Linked DNA regions of Sus scrofa: region 2 is linked to region 1. Evidence: chromatin contacts called from public HiChIP or PLAC-seq data. All regions are on one chromosome and are shown on one strand. The core of a region is the stretch at or near the end of the contact, and the rest is flanking DNA. Distances in the headings are between cores, read along the strand shown. Region 1 overlaps PRKCH (protein kinase C eta type). Region 2 overlaps HIF1A (hypoxia inducible factor 1, alpha subunit (basic helix-loop-helix transcription factor)).

Region 1 (6,710 bases), core at 2,375-4,874:
AACTCAGAGCAAAAAAACTTGCCAGCTGCCAGTATTCTCATTTTCATCACATCAGACACCATCAACCTTCTGTGATCTTTAGTTTCTTGGAATTAAGGGTATACAGTTGTTGTCATGATGCATTCCCAAAGTTCCCTGGTGGCTCAGTGGATTAAGGATCCAGTGTTGTCACTGCTGTGGCTCTGGTTACTGCTACGACTTGGGTTCAATGCCTGGCCTAGGAATTTCTGCATGATGTGGGCATGGCCAAAAAAATAAAGTAGGCATCCCCCTGTGAACTGCTGTGTTAAAGGCTGGGGGACCAAAGGGAAGGAAATACTAACAGGGAAACTGAGGACCTATGCATATTGACTCGCCATCAAAGTAAACAGAGTTTAGGTGATTCCATCTGAAGACACCAATGCTTCATGGAAGGCCACGGGCTGCAGGAACTTTCCTTTTCTATCAGGTCCAAAGAACTGCATTAAATGTCTGTTCAGGAGTCACTGTGTGGCCAAAGGGAAGAAGAGGCAGTTAGGTTCCTTCTTTTTAGAGTTTCTTTTTTCCCCCCTTTCTTTCTTAGTCTGAGAAAGAGCCACAGGGAGCCACAGGGTGGGTGACTCCCATCGTTCACGGAAGTCTAGGTTGATGGTAGTGTCTGGTTTTCTAGGACACGCACTCCTGGCACTGAAGAGGAACTTTCTGGGAGGGTGGCAAGGGCTGGGCATTGGCTAAAGAAGCAGAGAAGATATGCTTTCCAAAGAGAGCCCACCCAAGAACCCAAGAGTTGAGACTTGGCTTGGGAGATCAGCTCCAAATGCTGGAAGAAGCCTGAGTTCCAGGGTTGGCATGGACACGAGACCACACCCCCCCACACACAGTCCAGTTGGCTTGGGAAACTGCCACAGCCCCTCAGCGTTGAGGCCTGAAGCCACAGCACAATGAAGTTTCCTCTGCTGACTCCCTGGTGCACCACAGAAGTGGGCAGACATTCCATGATGAAAGACGATCTCCCTGACATTTCTGCGAGCACTCAGATTTTCCAGCAGATTTCCTGTGGCACAGCCTTTCTGCCATCAAACTGCGGGGGGAGAGCTCACTGTTTCCAAAGTGAGGTGGAAAAGCTCATGGCAGCTGTAACTTTCGAATGCTTCCCTCATTTCCTCTTAGAGACCCACAGGGGGACCTACCGATCAGGCCTGTGTGGACACTGATTTGGGCTAAATGACATCTGGGAATTCTGGAGGAACTGACTGAGTGGCCAGGGCCAAGCAGAGTGTGGACACCTCCTGCTGCTCTGGTTCTTGCATCCCTTGTTTAGACTAAACTATGGAGACATATGAGTTCGATTTGGTAATTGTAGTGTTCCCTTTGGTCCCCGATTCTGAAGCTATTTGAATTTGAGACACCAGGTTAAATACTGGAGACATTCAACAACAGAAATGGATGGAGAGACATCTGTCTGTCTGTCTAATCTCCCCTTTCTTTAGCTCTATGGAGTCAAACTAAACATGACAAACCCATTCCCTTCCTTCCACATAATTCTAACAACTGGTAATTACTTTTACTTCTTTATATGTTTATACTACAATACTTACTTCCTGTAGGCAGGGTCCTGACCAATCTTGGTCACCACATATCCTTAGACACAAAGTAGGTCTCAGTAAATATTTGTTGCATGAGTAAATGAATGACTTAACGGATGCATATACAAATAGATGCATGCAAACCCATAAAGTTATGACTACTGACAAATTTGTATCTCATGTAAATTTATTAAAGCATCATGCAAAGAAAATGAAACATGAGACTCAGGGGAAAGGCAATTTTCCCCAATGTGTCTTTCAAATTAAGATAGTGACCAAGCTAAAAAGATACTTTCAAATAAGTTCTAATTCATGGCCTAGAAGAGAATAGTCCATGAAAGGAAAATGGTGGGAGAATAACTCTCCTACAGGAGGGGAACCCTCTCAACTGGTAAAAAATACTTTTCTTTGGTTCTTCCATCTCACAGAGAAAAAAAAAGTTGTAGAATGTGGATACCTCTTTGCAGGGTGACTGTGCAATGTACTGTCCAAAATGGGACTCAGTAAAAATGGGGGGGGGTGCTGGTATTAAGGGGGAAATCACGGGGGGGGGTGCTGGTATTAAGGCAGAAATCACAGGAGCAAACTGGGATGTCCTTGCCAAAGCTAAGATATGGGGCAGACCTAGCTCTTCACAATATATGTTCAGCTAAGCCTACTCAACGTTAAAGCAATTTCTTGACATTCTTCTCTTGAAAGTGCTTGTTCTTTACTGAATTCTTATCTTAACTCTTTGCTAGGTTTATGTTAGGAAGAATTCACTCTTAGGAAGTACAGTATCTTGAGCCTTCCTGGGAAGTTATCCATCCTAGAGTTACCTCTTTAAGCATAAAGTAGGACCCAGACCACCCTTTGGAGACTCCAAATGAGCTACTGTGAAAATGCTCTGCGGAAAAAGCCCTCGACGCTCTTTCTCTGGATGCAAACAGAACATAAAAATATCCAGTCGCTGCAGCAAAACTGAACAAAGCCCAGCAGCCCCTCAGATGGTCTTGTGGGAAAGTGCCTTGTAACATGCTCACTTCTTATGGAAGTGCCACCAAACAAAGATTACGCTCAGCCTTCCCAACCAGAAAAGCTTCAGTTTTTCCCATTTTCACTGCCAAAGATGAAATGCCAAGAAATGCTGGGAACCGTGCTTATACACACTTCGTATTTTATATTCTGAAACCCCAAGGAATAAGCTGCGGAGAACAGAGTCCTGTTTCTTACAGGGCAGCTGAACAGCTACAGCACTCAGCTCTTTGGAGCGTGGCTGAGTATTTGCATGGGGAGAAACAAACACAGACCTCACAGGTTCTTCCCGTTGGTGTGGACCTTCCTGGCATCTGTGGCAGACCTCGGCTGGCTTTTCTCATTGATTTCTTTTTTGTTATTTTTTAACTTTCTGAATGACTCAGCCAGATGCTTACGGGAAAAAAAAATCACTACCACACATTTAAGTCAGTCATAAGGAAACTCAGACACCGCCTCTGACAGGTTTGAACTCGTCTCTTCACAGACAAGAAAACAAAACTTCAGTGTTTTTTAGGACAAAACCGAACCCTCTTAATTTTTTTTTTTTTTTTTTTTTTTTTTTAAGAGTGGCAAGAAAGCGGCCAGCCTGACAGGGTTTAGATTTCGGTTCCCTTTGTCAAAAATTTCCCCCTAAGCTGCAAATTAGGTCTTAATCCACCGTCACAGTGTATTTTTCTCAATTCCAGTGTCTCCTGCAGGAATTGGAACAAACAAACAAAAACCAAACCAAACAAAAATATAAAACAGGTCTTCCTTCTTCCCTCCCTCCCTTCCTTCCAGAATTATTAACACAGGAGCCTCAGAAAGGGCTCAGGACAGAAAAAAAAAAAAACAAAACAAAACAAAACAAAAAAAAACACCCAACAACCCACAAAAACCTGTTCTAAAGGGTGAATTTTATGACCACTATCACCTGCTTTCCTCCATTTCAGTCTCATTTCTTTGTCAAAGGAGTGTTAAAATCCTCACTAGGGGCAAACTTGGGAGGGGCAGGCTTCCCTTGGCTGAGATGAAAAAAGATGTAACACTCGCTCTTGCTTAATTCACAAGATCTGGACGGTTTCCACAAGTTTTCACTGTACAGGAGCTCCCCTCTGATTTTTCTTCTCTCCTAGACAGTGCTTGCTCCAGTGCCTTGCAGAGAAAGGGGTTTGAAAAGCTTGTGACCAAGCTCAACGACCAAGCCACTCCTGCACCAAAGCAAAGCAAGCAGCCTGCAGCCAGTGTGGCTGTGTGTGCTGTTGCTCCTTAATCCAGTTATAAATAACCACTGATGCAACTGCACGACATGTAGGGCTGGAAATAAATTTCTCTTTGTAGCTATGGAACTGCAATAAACTTTTATAAGCCTGTTGCTTGATCCGAACAGACCTGCACAGTTTCTCCAACAAGAGCAGAATTCTTTGCAGGTTTGAACCCTCGCCCTTCTCAGAAAAGAGGAGTCTCAAAATTGCTACCTTTTTACAGGATTTGATCTTTGGAAAGGTTTAGGGAAAAGTCTTTGTTCTTCAAGTGTCCCCTGTAGCACCATTTGTTTTTCCATAGGAAACGCACTCAAACACAGGGCTTGATTGCGCATAAACCATTTCTGGCAGGACAGGCAAGAAATGGGTACCTGGTTGCCTGGAAAAGAGAAATCAGGAGGTTGGACTGTAATCTTTTTAGAATAGCTAAACATCTCTCTTTTATTGCATGTAGGCATTAACTCATCTAACTAAATTACACTGACACTGCTCTTTAGTCAAGAACTAACACTCTGTTGATATCTATCTTCAAGTTATTTCTCTCTCCCAATGTGTTCCTCCAGGCAAGCTCAGTAGTTAGAAATAAAACAGAAATGAAGAGAAGCAAGAAATATTGCTATACCATGTGCCAGAAGTGGAAGGATACTAAATGAAAATGAATAAGCAAAGCTCTGGATGCCAAGCCCTGATAGAGCCATGACAGATGAGAGAAAAAGCCTGAGTGTCCTGGCTCTTCATTCGGCAGCTCCCCCCGCCCCACCACCAACCCTGTGACAATTCTGTCCCATGCCTACTGACTGATTTCTCTTCCTCCTCTGCCCACCCCTCACTCCTTTTGCGTATTTCTTAAAAAAAAAAAAAATGGTTCTCAAAAATCATAAAAGTGGACTTCCCTTTGTGTCTCAGTGGTAACAAATCTGACTAGTATCCGTGAGGATGTGGGTTTGATCCCTGGCCTTGCTCGGTGGGTTAAGGATCTGGTGTTGCCATGAACTGTGGTGTAGGCTGCAGATGTGGCTTGGATCCTGCATTGCTGTGGCTATGGTGTAGGCCAGCAGCTGCAGCTCCGATTTGACCCCTAGCCTGGGAACTTCCATATGCCACATGTGCAGCCCTAAAAAGTCCAAAAAAAAAAAATCATAAAAGTGACACCTTCTCACCATAATCACTGTGATACACTATGAAGATACGTAGTGAAAAATTAACCATGGTCCCCCCATCCCAAACTGTTGTTTCTGCTCTTCCACAACTTCCTACATACATATATCTATGTACAGACAGCTTTTGCTACCTTTTTTTGGCAGATATACATGATTGTATATGGAATGGGTGATCAACAGGGTCTTGCTGGATAGCACAGGGAACTAACTCTACCCAATAGTCTGTGATAATCTATATGGGAAAAGAATCTGAAAAAGAATGGATGTGTGTACATGTATAACTGAGCCACTTTGTTGTAGAGCAGAAATTATCACAACATAGTGAATCAATAATACTTCAATTAAACTTTAAAAATGAAAAAAAAAGGGAAAAAAACAAAACAAAAAGTGGGGCTTAAATGAGCATACATACTATTTAACTTATTTTTCTCATTGATTTACCTATCAGGAAAACACTACCCAGATGAATCAATATACATCTAAGTCATTCACTATTTCAGTAGTTGCATAATATTCCACATGATGAGCATAGTGTATTTTATTCAACCATTTTTTTATTAAATCTCTCCACCTCTTAAATGAGTTCACAGTTCAAGTTTCTTCCCTGGGTCATTTTCTTCTTTATAACTGATAATACGTATGGAGCATTAAGTGATTCCAGACATGGGAATAGTGTATAAAGAGTTTATACAGTATTACAGAGCTAGTACCTTGTGGAGGTAAGTTTCAAATCTAAGTTTGATTCCAAAGCCTTGCTCTTAACTGTAAGTCAGTAATGTCTCATTTGCACACTACTGCCATGCAATCAACCAGACTCTATGGGCCATGTATTCAACATTAGTTATTTTGAGGCAGATTGTTTGATTAGGAGTTTCACAGGTGTTCTGGTCTTCATCTCCCCCATTTTCACACCTGTCTCATCCTGTGCCTCATCACTGTGAAAGGAAATTCTAACTACTCTATTCTGAAGTCACACCAACAATCAACTTCCTACCATGCTTGCCACCCCTATATTCAGCATCAAAGAAGTACAGCTAAAGCCCAAGTCTTATCTAGAAAGGATAACATGACCTACTAACATTATAACTCATTATTAGTTTAGTTAACAAATTACTAGTAACAATACTTCTGATTTTACAAGAGAAGAATGTAACAAAGTCAAACAGATATCAAATCAAGAATGAAAAAAATACATAGATGGCTTATAATTGCTCCAAAATCAATGATTGCAAAAAGATAACCAAAATGAATAACATCACGCTAATTCTATTTCCTTCTTTTGACATTGAAAGACCAAGAATGCCTCCAAATATCTGAAAGTCTTTCTTGTAGAAGATTGTGGATTTTTTCAGTCTCCTCTTTATAGGTGGTCCAGAACCAGTGAAGAGATGATACTGAGAGATACTGTTTGAGTCAATACAAAGGTGAAATTTCTAATAGGTATTGATGCCTAAAAGTGGAGGAAACATGTCCTCTTTGTTTGGAGGTGTTAAAGTATAGGAAAAAAATGACTACCCAGCAGGTTGTTGGGTATTCATACTTTGAAATAGAAGGGTTTATAACTGTGAAATCCCTTCCAACCCCAAATGTAAAAATTGTGTCATGGTATATGGATCAGGTGTTTTGATGCAAGTATCAAGAATGGTATAGGACAGGGATGCTCTATGTGAAAGAGCAGGTTTGGAGGGATATTCTGGAGCTGAGAGGAGCAATGCCAAGGGAGA
Region 2 (6,244 bases), core at 1,096-3,595, 270 kb before region 1:
TGGGAGCAAGTATGAAGAAATGAGGTTGGAGAAGTAGGCAGGAGGATCAGATTAATGAGGGCTTTGTACATGGTGCTAAGAAGCTCTAATTTACTCAGTGCTTCTCAATCTGAGTTGAGGTACATCTATCACTAAAGGATAAAAGATGCCAAAATATAAACTGCGTATTTTCCTAGATGGTCAATTTTATTCATATTTGAGGGAGAAGTAAAGTTAATTTAACTTTAGAGAATCACATAGTTTTTTGTACCAAAAAAGAGAGGATCCAGAAAATTTGACCAAAAAGTGTTTTTAATGGACTAGTAAACCTATAACCTAAAGCAACTATGCGGTATATGGTTCATTTGTTCCAAGTATTATGGGGCAGAACTATTAACCTTATTTCTACTTTAATGCCAATTATCATGACATGAACATAGCAGATGCTCACATAAATATTTCAGTGATTATAAGTGGAAATTAGTACAATAATTAATAGCCATTTATGGGATATTTTGGATGTAAGAAATTTGATACATTAGATTTTCTCAAAATTGGGCAAACTTTTTTCTATATCTTGGTTCTAAGGGGTTATAGCTATGAGATGTTCCTAGAAAAAGCTCTAACCAGAAAACAACAATCTCCTGGTTAGAATCAAAACCTCATTTGGTTAATCTCTCAACAGGCTGCCTTTACTTCTCTGTCACAACCATTCTGCTAATTTTTTCTTTTTTTTAGGGCCGCACTCACGGTGTATGGAGGTTTCTAGGCTAGGGGTGGAATCAGAGCTGTAGCCACTGGCCTACACCACAACCACAGCAACGCCAGATCTGAGCCATTTCTTCGACCTACACCACAGCTCACAGCAATGCCAGATCCTTAACCCACCAAGCAAGGCTAGGGATCGAACCTGCGTCCATATGGATGCCAGTCAGATTCATTTCCACTGAGCCATGATGGGAACTCCCATTCTGTTAATCTTCTGATACAAACAGAAGGGTCATGTCACTCCCTTTCTTGTTTTCTCATTCTAGCTCTATCACTTTCCTTTCTCCCCAGCCCATCCCTATACTTTACTATTGAATTCAAAAAATAAAAACTAGGAGTTCCCGTTGTGGCTCAGTGGGTTAAAAAACAGTCTCCTTGAGATAAAGGTTTGATCCCTGGCCTCGCTCAGTGGGTTAAGGATCTGGCTTTGCCACGAGCTGCGGCAAAGGCTGCTGAGATGGATCATATCAGGTATGATGTGGTGTAGGCCTGCAGTTATAGCTCTGATTTGATCCCTAGCCCAGGAACTTCCATATGCTGCAGGTATGACCATTAAAAAATAAATAAATAAAATAAAAACTAATTACTCAGAGTTCCCATCATGGCTCAGCGGTAACAAACCCAACTAGTATCCATGAGGATGCAGATTCAATTCCTGGCCTTACTCAATGGGTTAAGGATCTGGCAGTGCTGTGAGCTGTGGTGTAGGTCGCAGATGCGGCTCAGATCCTGTGTTGCTATGGCTGGTGTAGGCCGGCAGCTATAGCTCCGATTAGACCCCTAGCCCGGGAACTTCCATATGTCATGGATGCCACCCTAAAAAGACAAAAAAATAAAAAAAATAAAAACTAATTCCTCAAAAAAGGAAGGGCATCTCTCTTCTATCATACACTGACATAAACACTGGCAGTAAATGCCATAAAATACTTCTTGGCTCTTCTATCTTCATTTTTCTTAACTCTAACCCCAGCGGTCAAACAGTCACTGTGTGTAATAGGTGCTCAACACTCTTTTAATCCTTACAAGCATGACCCTTTTTTAACAGATAAGGACCATGAGATTTACAACAGTGCCTAAGATCCAGGTCACACTGTTACCAGGACTGCAAGCCAGCATGGAATCAAGGATTATGTGATACAAAGCCAGTGCCCTCTCACATTCCTTGTACAGTGGGGCAGAGGCTTCTTATCTACTTTATAGTTAGCACTAAGGACTTAAAGTTGTTTTCCTCATATAATCTTCAAGTTGAAGATGATACTAATACACGCATTATACTTTATCTAAAGTAGAGATTATTAAAGATGAAGAAAATGATGCACAAAGAAAAGAAGTAATGTGTCTAAGGTCACCCGGATATAGGCAGTCAGGATTTAGCAGTCTAGCTACAGAACATATGCTTTCAGCCATGGTCATACAGCCTTAAAGCAAAAAATGGTACAAGCAAGCAAATAATTGCAAAAGCAGAAAAAAGGCCATGACAGACTTACATACATGAAACAGTAATTTCTTAAAGAAACAAGGAAAGCTCTACAAATAGATGCAGTAGGTAGCTCTTGGAAGCTAAGTATGTGTTTGGAGTTGAGGATAGCATCATTGCACTAAGACAGCAGAACAGCATGTGGAGCTCTCAGGCTATAGGCGACCACAGCAGAAGGGGGTCTTTTCCTCCTCCCAATTAATTTGGAGAAGTCAGAAGAGGCCAGATCATAAGTATCTTTGCTTGCTATGCTAAGAAGTTTAGATTTTATTGCCTGGGCCTGTTTTTTTCCCCCAGCTTTTCAAAATGCATGTCTTATTTTGATAAATAAAAATGTGCTATCCTTCTAATATATTTATAAACAAAAAAGGTTTTTTTTTTGTTTGTTTTTTTTTTTTTTTGGTATGTGAAGATGAAGGAGGGAAGCAGCTGAGGCATTTTCAACAGGAGTATGACATGATCTAATTTTCACATTAGGAAGTCCACTTCTTGGAAACCTGGATGAGATTAAAAGGGCACAAATCTGCTGGCAGAGATGCAGTTCATGCCAAATGTAATAATAAGCTGAAGAACTCAAAGGCAGGCAGACAAGAGTGGAAGGAGGAAATGGATCAAGAGATACATGCAAATGGTAATCTATTAAAATTTAGAGACCAACTGAGTGTAGATAATGAAAGCAAAAGAAAAGTTAAGAATGACTTAATTTTTGCTGGAGTCATGTGTATACTGTGGTATATCAATCATGATATTCATTATAAGAGGAAAAGCAGTTTTTGAAATTGTTTTGGGGTAGGAGTGGTTCAGTTTAGTTTCAGAAATTTTTAGTTTATAATATAGAAGAACATACCTCCAGATAAAAATATCAAATTGGCAATGAAATGGAAATAGTTATAAATAGAAATACGGGAAGTCGCAACAGAAACCGTGGCCAAAAATGAAACTGCTCAGGAAACTATGTAGGGTGAGGAGACGACCAAAAACTTTCCTTTCTAGTCCACAATCAAAAGTAATCTATCCCCTTTGCAAATGAAGCAATCAACAAGGGATTAATCTCCAAAATATACCAATATCTCATACAGCTTTACATTAAAAAATTTTTTTAAATAGGCTCATTTTGCTAGATTGGGCTGTTTAGCGCCTGTTACTGCAAAGGTGACTCACTTCATCCCATTTTTTTGATACTTTTATACTGGGAGGAGATCTTCATATTCTTCTAAGCTCTTTTACCTAAAAACTTAAAGCCTGGACTTTTCCTACAATTTAGCTCTTTGTTTTTGTTTTTTTTCTTTTTTTCTTTTCCCTCTTCAACTCAGCATGAGTGTGGATCCAGCTTGTCCCCAAAGCATCCAATTCTAGGGAATCTTCACCAATGCCTGACGTTTACAGGTCTGTAGAAAATTATGTCTCCTTGCAGATGTCATGTGCTTAAACCCTCAACACAGAAACTGAACAGCCCTGATTCTCCCACATGCCCCAGAATAAAACCACTGCCCATGTCTGAAGAGAAGAGCACAGAAAAGAAAGAAGTAAAGGTTCCAGTCAAGAAGTAGACGGTAAGAACTGTGTTCTCTCAGACCCAGCTCTGTGTCATCAATGACAGTTTTCAGAAGCAGAAATACCTCAGCCTCCAGCATTCGCAAGGACTTTCCAATATCCTGAACCTTAGCTACAAATAGGTTAAGACCTGGTTCCAGAACAAGCTAATGAACTCTAAGAGGTGGCAGAAAAACAACTGTCCAAGGAATAGCAACAGTGTGATTTAGGGCTTAGCCAGTACAGAATCCCCAGGCTTCTATTCCTACCACCAAATATGCCTGGTGAACACTTCTGGAAACCTGCCCATGAAGGGTAACCAGAGTTGGAATAACCCATCATGGAGCAAACAGACCTGGAACAGCCAGTCTTAGAGCAACCAAACCTGGAAGAGCCAGACCTGGTGCCCCCAAGCCTGGAATAACCAAACTTGGAACAACCAGTTCAAAACTGTGTCAAGGAATTCCTGAAGCCCCAGCTCCAGTGCCTGGAGCAAAATTCTCCTGTCAGTGATTTGGAAGCCACCCAAAAACTGCCAGGGAAAATCATAATGTAATACAGCAGACTGCGAAGTACTACAGTACCCAGCAGCAAATTATGGATTTATTCCCAAATTACTCCATGAACATAGAGTCTGAAGATATGTGATAACCATTTTTTTTTTTTAATATTTATTGGATTTGCAATGTTGTGTCAGCTTCTGTTGTGCAGGAAAGTGACCAGTCATGCATACGTACATTCTTTTTCTCATATTCCATCATGGTATATCCCAGGAGACTGAATATAGTTCCCTGTGCTGTAGAGTGGGACCTCGTTGCTTATCCATTCTAAATGTAGTGGTTTGCACCTACTGGCCCCAAACTCCCCATTCATCCCACTCCTTCTCCCTTCCCTCTTGGCAACCAACAGGTCTGTTCTCTACATCTGAGCATTTGTTTCTGTTTTGTAGATAGGTTTATTTTTGTCATATTTTGAATTCCACATATAGGTAATGTCACATGGTATTTGTCTTTCTCTTTCTGAGTTCACTTGGTATGAGAGTCTAGCTGCATCCATGTTGCTGCCAATGGCATTATTTTGTTCTTTATGGCTGAGGAGTATTTCATTGTGTATTGACTCAACCTGGACAGCGACTATATTTTCTAGGATTTTTCTTCTTTTAGGGATATGTTTTTCTGCCTTGATATCCTGCTCTTCCTTATGCCTTCTATTTACAAGTCAAAACATGGAAGCAACCTAAATGTCCATCAACAGAAGAAGATGTAGTACATATTACAATGAAATATTCCTCAGCCACAAAAAGAATGAAATAATGCCATCTACAGCAACATGAATGGACCTAGAGATCATCATACTAAGTGAAGTCAGTCAGATTAGGAAAGATAAATAGCACATAAGATCACTAATATGTGGAATCTAATAAAAATGATACAAAAGAACTTATTCACAAAACAGAAACAGACTCAAAGATTTTGAAACCAAATTTATGGTTACCAAAGGGGAAACATTGGAGAAAGGGATCAATTAGAAGGTTTGGATTAATATATACACACTACTATATATAAAATAGATAGGTAGCAAGGACCTACTGTATAGCATGGGGAAATCTACTTAATACTCTATAATACCTATATGGGAAAAGAATCTATAAAGGAATAGATATCTGAATATGTATAACTGATTCTCTTTGCTGTATATCTGGAACTAACACATCATTTTAAGTCAACTATACTCCAATAAAATTTAAAAATAAATTAAAAATTTCTTTCCAAATCTATCTTTCCTCAAATTATGCATTGTATGTCTCTGAAATATATTTATTTTTTCTTTAAATAAATTAGAGCTCCTAAAGAAAAAAGCACCTGGATAGCACCCGGTAGAATAAGTATACATAGTACATAATAAATGTTCAATAAACGTGGATGAATAATTCCATCAATTAATCTTACAAAATTCTAGGATATATTATTATATATATATTATTGTATTCAACTTAAGTGGATGGAAGCATGCACAGTCTCTACTACAGTCAATAGTATAAAAAAATGCTAAAAAATGTGGACCAATTAAAAATTTCAAGTTTTACACACACACAATTTACGGCCGCACCTGTGGCATTTGGGAATTCCCAAGCCAGGGATCAAATCTGCTGCTGCTGTGACCTCTGCCACAGCTGCAGCAGCACTGGATCCTTAACCCACTGTGCCAGTCCAGAGATCGAACCCATGCCACCACAGAGACAATGCCAGATCCTTAACCTGCTATGCCACAGTGAGAACTCCTAAAGTTATATTTTCTGTTTCATTTACCTTTCATCACAATAAGAAAATTTCATATCCAGACTGTGACGACTGAGAAATGTCTTGCTATCTAAAGGAATTTCAATATTTGATGGATGAGGAATGGGTTCACAAATCAGCACCAAGCACGTCATAGGTGGTTTCTTATACCCACACTGAGACTGGTTATTGTTGGTATCATATACAT

Evidence for each region. HiChIP or PLAC-seq counts read pairs in DNA pulled down with a chosen protein or histone mark.
Region 2: a contact with region 1 is called in an H3K27ac HiChIP or PLAC-seq map of skeletal muscle. The contact joins two enhancer-like sites. A contact is called at or near these places in 1 of 47 Hi-C or Micro-C datasets (embryonic fibroblasts) and 2 of 2 datasets of contacts at active chromatin or transcription factors (alveolar macrophages and skeletal muscle).

What each region holds. Positions count from the first base shown.
Region 1 is chr1:190,383,820-190,390,529 of Sscrofa11.1, reverse strand. All of the region lies in intron 10 of PRKCH (protein kinase C eta type), which reads right to left. Among named protein-coding and RNA genes, the nearest start is that of PRKCH, 180 kb to the right of the region's middle. Within about 2 kb of position 3,624, at least 17 of the 83 cell types and tissues checked have an H3K27ac peak or open chromatin away from gene starts, as enhancers often do. A contact at or near this core is called in skeletal muscle, where this site is marked.
Region 2 is chr1:190,654,247-190,660,490 of Sscrofa11.1, reverse strand. HIF1A (hypoxia inducible factor 1, alpha subunit (basic helix-loop-helix transcription factor)) reads right to left here. Exons shown (of 15, transcript NM_001123124.1): 6 at 6,067-6,244. It also overlaps the pseudogene LOC106507611. Among named protein-coding and RNA genes, the nearest start is that of SNAPC1, 20 kb to the left of the region's middle. Within about 2 kb of position 2,345, at least 9 of the 83 cell types and tissues checked have an H3K27ac peak or open chromatin away from gene starts, as enhancers often do. A contact at or near this core is called in skeletal muscle, where this site is marked.